Regions from separate parts of the Mus musculus genome. Here region 1 is linked to region 2. The links are chromatin contacts, called in public HiChIP or PLAC-seq maps. All regions are on one chromosome and are shown on one strand. Each heading gives the region's core, a stretch centred on a gene start, on an enhancer-like site or on the middle of the called end of the contact. The rest is flanking DNA. Distances are from core to core; before and after follow the strand shown. Region 1 holds the start of Olfr374 (olfactory receptor 374). Region 2 has its middle 2.8 kb from the start of Gm35572.

Region 1 (2,700 bases), core at 26-2,525, 350 kb after region 2:
GGGGCTTGTGCAAGTGTATGCAGTGCTCTCCAAGTGCAGAGCAAGAACAAGGGTTTATAGGCAGTTGTGAACCACCAGAGCTGGGAACTGAATTCAGACCCTCTGCAAGAGCAGAAAATTCTTACCCACTGAGCTGTCTCTCCAATTTATCCCTCTCTCCTCCCTTCCCCAGCCCCTCTCCCTCCCCTCTCTGACACTGGAGCTGGAACCCAGCACCTCTTGTATGCTAGGCATTCTTGGGGTATCCTCACCAGTTCATATTGGGTTAAGGTCCACTGTGGTTTTGAGTAGGACACACAGTGTTCAAGTGACAGCACATCCAGCCGAAAGCTCCTGTGTTCCACCGGGAAAACATGAGAGCAGTGGCCTGTCCACTTCAGCAACAGCCCCTCTCCTGCCAGCTCCAGACCCCCAGTCCCTGACAGCAGTGCTAAGACAGCAGAGAAAGCTCAGCCCCAAGACTTCGTGAGAAACTGCAGGGGTGAGCTCAAGGAGCCACAGCAAACGCCCACAGGTCAGGTTGACAGAGGGCCCAGAACCAGGAAAATGGGTCCTGGAGAAGGGGCTTGCGATGAACAGAGAGCTTGGCAAGCTTGCGGGAGATATGGAGGGACTCCAGCCAGAAAACTGGGACCTCAGAAAGCGTGGCTTAGAAGGGAAAGGGAGGCTGACAGTGGTTATAGACAAAGCTAGGTCCTCAGGTGGGAACGGGACCCCACATGAGGTTGGGGTGCACCCCTCAAGGAAGGAAAAGAGCCAACTGCTGCTGCTTTAGAAGTGAGTCAGGGAAGCAGCTTTCAAAAGAATGGGGTCAGACTAAGAGGACTAGTGTAGCCTTTCCTCGTGGGGCTCCATTCCTGCGTCACTGAATGATATGAAAATGCTGCATACCTGAACACATATGGACAAAACAGAAATCATATCTGCTACAGCCTTTGTGTCCTTCACCCCAAAAAAGTTAATAAATAATCTATATGAAGGGTCTATTTCCCTTAGGGAGCAGTAGGAAGCCTCAACGCTATCTCAGGGTTTGAGCAGGTCTAATAGTGTCAAGAGAATTCCACCAAACCATGCTTTTCAAGGGATCCCCAAAGAATCCTAGAGACACTGGCACCAAAGGTGTGGAGGGAAAACCTGGGCAGGAAGTACAGTGCCCTTGGCCCCTAAGAAGCTGGCTTGATAGGGACAGAACACAGAACAATTAACCAGTTGATCCTAACAAGACCCTGGGGAACAAGCCAGGCAATGAGGACAGAGGGTAAGCTGTGCTCTGCCAAGGCCTTGCACAGACTTTTGTAGGGACAGAAAACTGCCTCACGCGTCACACTCTGTCCAGGAGCTTTTCCCAAGAAGAGCTGGCTTACCTCCCACCAAGCATCCCAAGGCCAGAAGCAAACCTTCCATAGGTGAGTAAAGTCGGGGGTTGGGGGGAGTAAGGGGGCCACACCAGGCAGTGAGCCTGGAGGGTATAGCCAAGCCTACTGTGTGACCTGGGACAAGTGGCTTTGCCTTTCTGGGTCTCACTTAAGTTGTGTCTATTTAAAAAAAAAAAAAAAGATGCAAGAAAATGGGCAGTTCTGCCAAGTAGTGAGTATCTGGGTCCTGCGTGTCAGGGTTGCTTCTGAAACAAGGTCGTATGTAGCCCTGGCTATTCTGGAGCTTGTCATCCTCCTGCTTCAGCTTTCTGAGTGTTGGCGTGGCAGATGAGCCCACCATGCTCAGCTTGTATAGTATGGTATTAAGAGGTTTGGAACAAGACAGATTGTGAAGTATGGGGCCATTGATAATTTCCTGAGTCCCCTTGTGTATGAATGGAGATAAAAGCCTTACCTGGAATGCTGAGTGTGATGCAGGGGCCTCCACCCACTCTTTGTAAGGAGCTTCTCATGGACACTAGCTACCAGCTATTAGCAGCAGCTCACCCGGAGCCAGGCGCACAGGGAGCCAGTGCAAGATTTTCTACAGCACAGAGGCAGCTCCCTCTCGCCTTGACCAGGCACACTATAGAGATTAATCCTGGTACCAAGGACACCAATGAAGGGACAAGCTGAGAGGCAACGGGAGGAGGAAGCCTGGGTGTGGACATCCATGCCTGTCATCCCAATATATAGGATGCTGAGGCAGGATGGCTATAGAGTGAGACTCCATTCCCAAAAGCAAAGGCTAAGGGTGTGGCACAGTAGAAAAGCAAGCACATGCCAGCAGAGTCCCTGTATTCAGCAAATAATAATAATAATAATTTAAAAGTGAAAAAAGGAGGAAGAGGAGGGGAAGAGGAAGAGGAAGAAAGAATGAGAAGGGAGAAGAAGAAGAGAGAGAGAGATAAGGGGCAGACAGGATGGTCAGGACCCTTCAACAGCTACGGTCCTGCCACTGTCCACCCAGTGCCCTGCCTTGAGAGATGTGACTTCAGTGGGCTGAGGCTGAGCCAGGGGACCCAGAATCAGGCCAAACATGGAGATAGGCTTGACGTCACCTGTAGGGACCTGAACAAGCCCAGCAAGAATCAGGACACCTAAGAGGAGTTAAGGACCTTGGGTCAGTGGCCTTGAGCAAAGAATGGCGTTAGGATCTGAAATGTGTGTGTGTGTGTGTGTGTGTGTGTGAGAGAGAGAGAGAGAGAGAGAGAGAGAGAGAGAGAGAGAGAGAGAGAGAGAGAGAACTCCAGCTTGGCTAGGTTTAGTACTGGCACACACCTTT
Region 2 (2,707 bases), core at 120-2,619:
AGGTAAAAAAAAAAGACATTGTATAATTGTTGCCAAGTTAGATTTAAAGGAATAACCACAACCCACAAAGAACCAAGAATTACAATTGCTCTCCAAAGTTTCAAGGCCTGTTCCTAGGCCTATAGCCAAAGTAATAATAATTGCAAGTTTATCATTGTTTAAACTTTAACTTTGATTCATTATACACAGTAGCTCAGAGGCCAGCTACTTGCATTTTCCTGTGAAGCTCTAATGATAAATGACATGGGCAAAGCTGCCAGGCAGTGGCCAGAAAGAATCAAGTTAACCCTTAACTCAGCAGTTCTGCTAGCTTTCTGTGTCTGCACATTGCACACAATGCTATAGCTGTCTCTTGTGACTACGCCGGGGCCTAGCAAACACAGAAGTGGATGCTCACAGTCAACTATTGGATGGATCACAGGGCCCCCAATGGAGGAGCTAGAGAAAGTACCCAAGGAGCTAAAGGGATCTGCAACCCTATAGGTGGAACAACATTATGAACTAACCAGTACCCCAGAGCTCTTGACTCTAGCTGCATATGTATCAGAAGATGGTCTATCGGCCATCAGTGGAAAGAGAGGCCCATTGGTTGTGCAAACTTTATATGCCCCAGTACAGGGGAACGCCAGGGCCAAGAAGTGGGAGTGGGTGGGTGGGGGAGTGGGTGGGGGAGCATGTGGGGGACTTTTGGGATAGCATTGGAAATGTAAATGAGGAAAATACCTAATTAAAAAAAAGAGTCCCAGTGTTTTGACTTAGTTTTACTAGTGTAAGGTTTTACATATTCTATACTTGTTTATTCAGGAACCATTCTCAAATGTTGTGCAAAGCTCATTTCATGGGCTGGAAAGATGGCTCAGCAGTTAAGAGCACTGACTGCTCTTCCAGGCGTCCTGAGTTCAATTCCCAGAACCCACATGGTGGATCATAACCATCTGTAATGGGGTCTGACACCCTCTTCTGGTGTGTGTTGAAGACAGTTATAATTGTACATAAAATAAATATTTTTAAAGAAAACTCATTTCATAGCATCAATAGTTTTTTTCTTTCTTGGGGTCCTAATGTTGGCTCTAATTCATTTTCTAATAAGTTTTTCAAACTTTCTCTGCAAGTCAAGCATTAATCTGGAGCTACCATTGTGCAGTTATTACATTGTTTCCAAGATGAGAGCACACAGCATGCCTCAGTTTTTAATTGTTTAAGAATCATTATATCAAGAAACATCTAGTTTCACAGAATTCATTAGAGCAGAAGGAGAAAGAAATAAGAAAGTCAGCTATAATAGAATAATTATGCACACCAGGGCCAACTGAAAAGCAGTCATGCACAAATGAATCAGCTGTTGTTCAGGGCTATGTTTAGGGGAAATGGGAACAACTGTTTTTTTTTTTTTTTAAACAAAGAGTTGCCATGGGTTACTAAGATGTCTCTACTTCGGCCTACTGCACGCAATCCCTGTCATTGTATGCTGTTCCCAGCACACACACGCATCCTCACACACACATAACTGCATCCACACACATGCACTGTCACATGCACACACAGACACAAACACATACACATGCATCCTCAGACACACATGCATGTGCCCACACACATGCACATACACACGCACCCTCAGACACATGCGCACAAACAGACACATGCGCACAAACATATAGGTAAATACTGAAGAGCAAGTGAGAATCAGGGCGAAGCTCAGTAGCAGAGCAGCTGCCCAGGATGTGTGGGCCTTGGGCACCGTGCTGGCAAACGTGTGGGCACAGAAGTGGCTCAGTATTGTTGCAGAGGACCCACCTGCCAGTGTTCTCGTGGGCCAGCTCACAATTATCTGTAGTTCCATTGCCAAGTGTTCTGACCCTCTCTTTCAGTCTTCATGGTCACCGCACTCGTGTTCACAATCCCATACATATCTACATGCTTATGCACGTAGTTAAAATAAATTTTTAGTGCCAAAAGTACCAAACCCTAGAAAGAACAGTCAAATGTCCCCATGTCTGGACACAGATTGGTCCCTTGGGGCTAGAAAGAGGAAGCTTGGTCACCAGCTGAGAAGTACCAGACAATGAGGGGCTCTATGGGCTTCCAGGGAGGTCAAGTCTGAGCCATGCTCTGCAGACCCAGCCAATTTCACACAAATTACAAAGATCATACAAGATCCCAGCTAGCCGAACAGCTCAGGAGAAAGGTGCTCGCTGCCACACCTGATGCTCTTGCATTTGCTCTCCAAGTCCCCACATGATAGAAGGAAAACTGGCTGCTTGGAGCTGTCCTCTGACTTCCAGAGTTTGTGACGTGTCTCCCAAGATATAAATTAAAGCCACTTAAAAATAGAAGACCATGACACTTGAAAGATGGCCCGCAGTTGGGAGCATTTGCTGTTGAACTAGAGTCTAGATCCTAGCACCCACATGGGCTACTCACAAATGCTAGTCACTCCAGGTCTGAGGCACACAGCATCTGCTCTGGCTTCTAGCATACCTAAGCTATGATGGGCTACCCTTGACTGAGAAGATCTCCCACTGGAGACCGGCCTTCACCTGCCTGGCTGTCCTGGGCTGCTTCGTGTCACTGCTGGCCATGGGCCCGTGCTATGGGGCCACCCTTTGTGCACTGGTGGCCAATGGCCAGCGCTACAGCCATGCACTCAGACTGACAGCCCTGGTACTGTTCTCAGCAGTGGCCTCTTTCACACCTAGCAATGTGC

The links. HiChIP or PLAC-seq counts read pairs in DNA pulled down with a chosen protein or histone mark.
Region 1: a RAD21 HiChIP or PLAC-seq map of pro-B cells shows a contact between it and region 2, with 14 times the contacts expected there. The contact joins the promoter of Olfr374 here to the enhancer-like site in region 2. A contact is called at or near these places in 15 of 39 promoter capture datasets (the 3T3-L1 cell line, the C10 cell line, the HPC-7 cell line and 7 more), 1 of 15 datasets of contacts at CTCF or cohesin (pro-B cells), 1 of 115 datasets of contacts at active chromatin or transcription factors (embryonic stem cells) and 2 of 9 other capture datasets (embryonic stem cells and liver).

Annotation. Positions count from the first base shown.
Region 1 is chr8:72,105,765-72,108,464 of GRCm38.p6, forward strand. It overlaps Olfr374 (olfactory receptor 374), which reads left to right and starts at 1,276. Exons shown (of 2, transcript NM_146338.2): 1 at 1,276-1,406.
Region 2 is chr8:71,757,637-71,760,343 of GRCm38.p6, forward strand. No RefSeq gene overlaps it. Among named protein-coding and RNA genes, the nearest start is that of Gm35572, 2.8 kb to the left of the region's middle. Within about 2 kb of position 1,370, at least 11 of the 459 cell types and tissues checked have an H3K27ac peak or open chromatin away from gene starts, as enhancers often do. A contact at or near this core is called in pro-B cells, where this site is marked.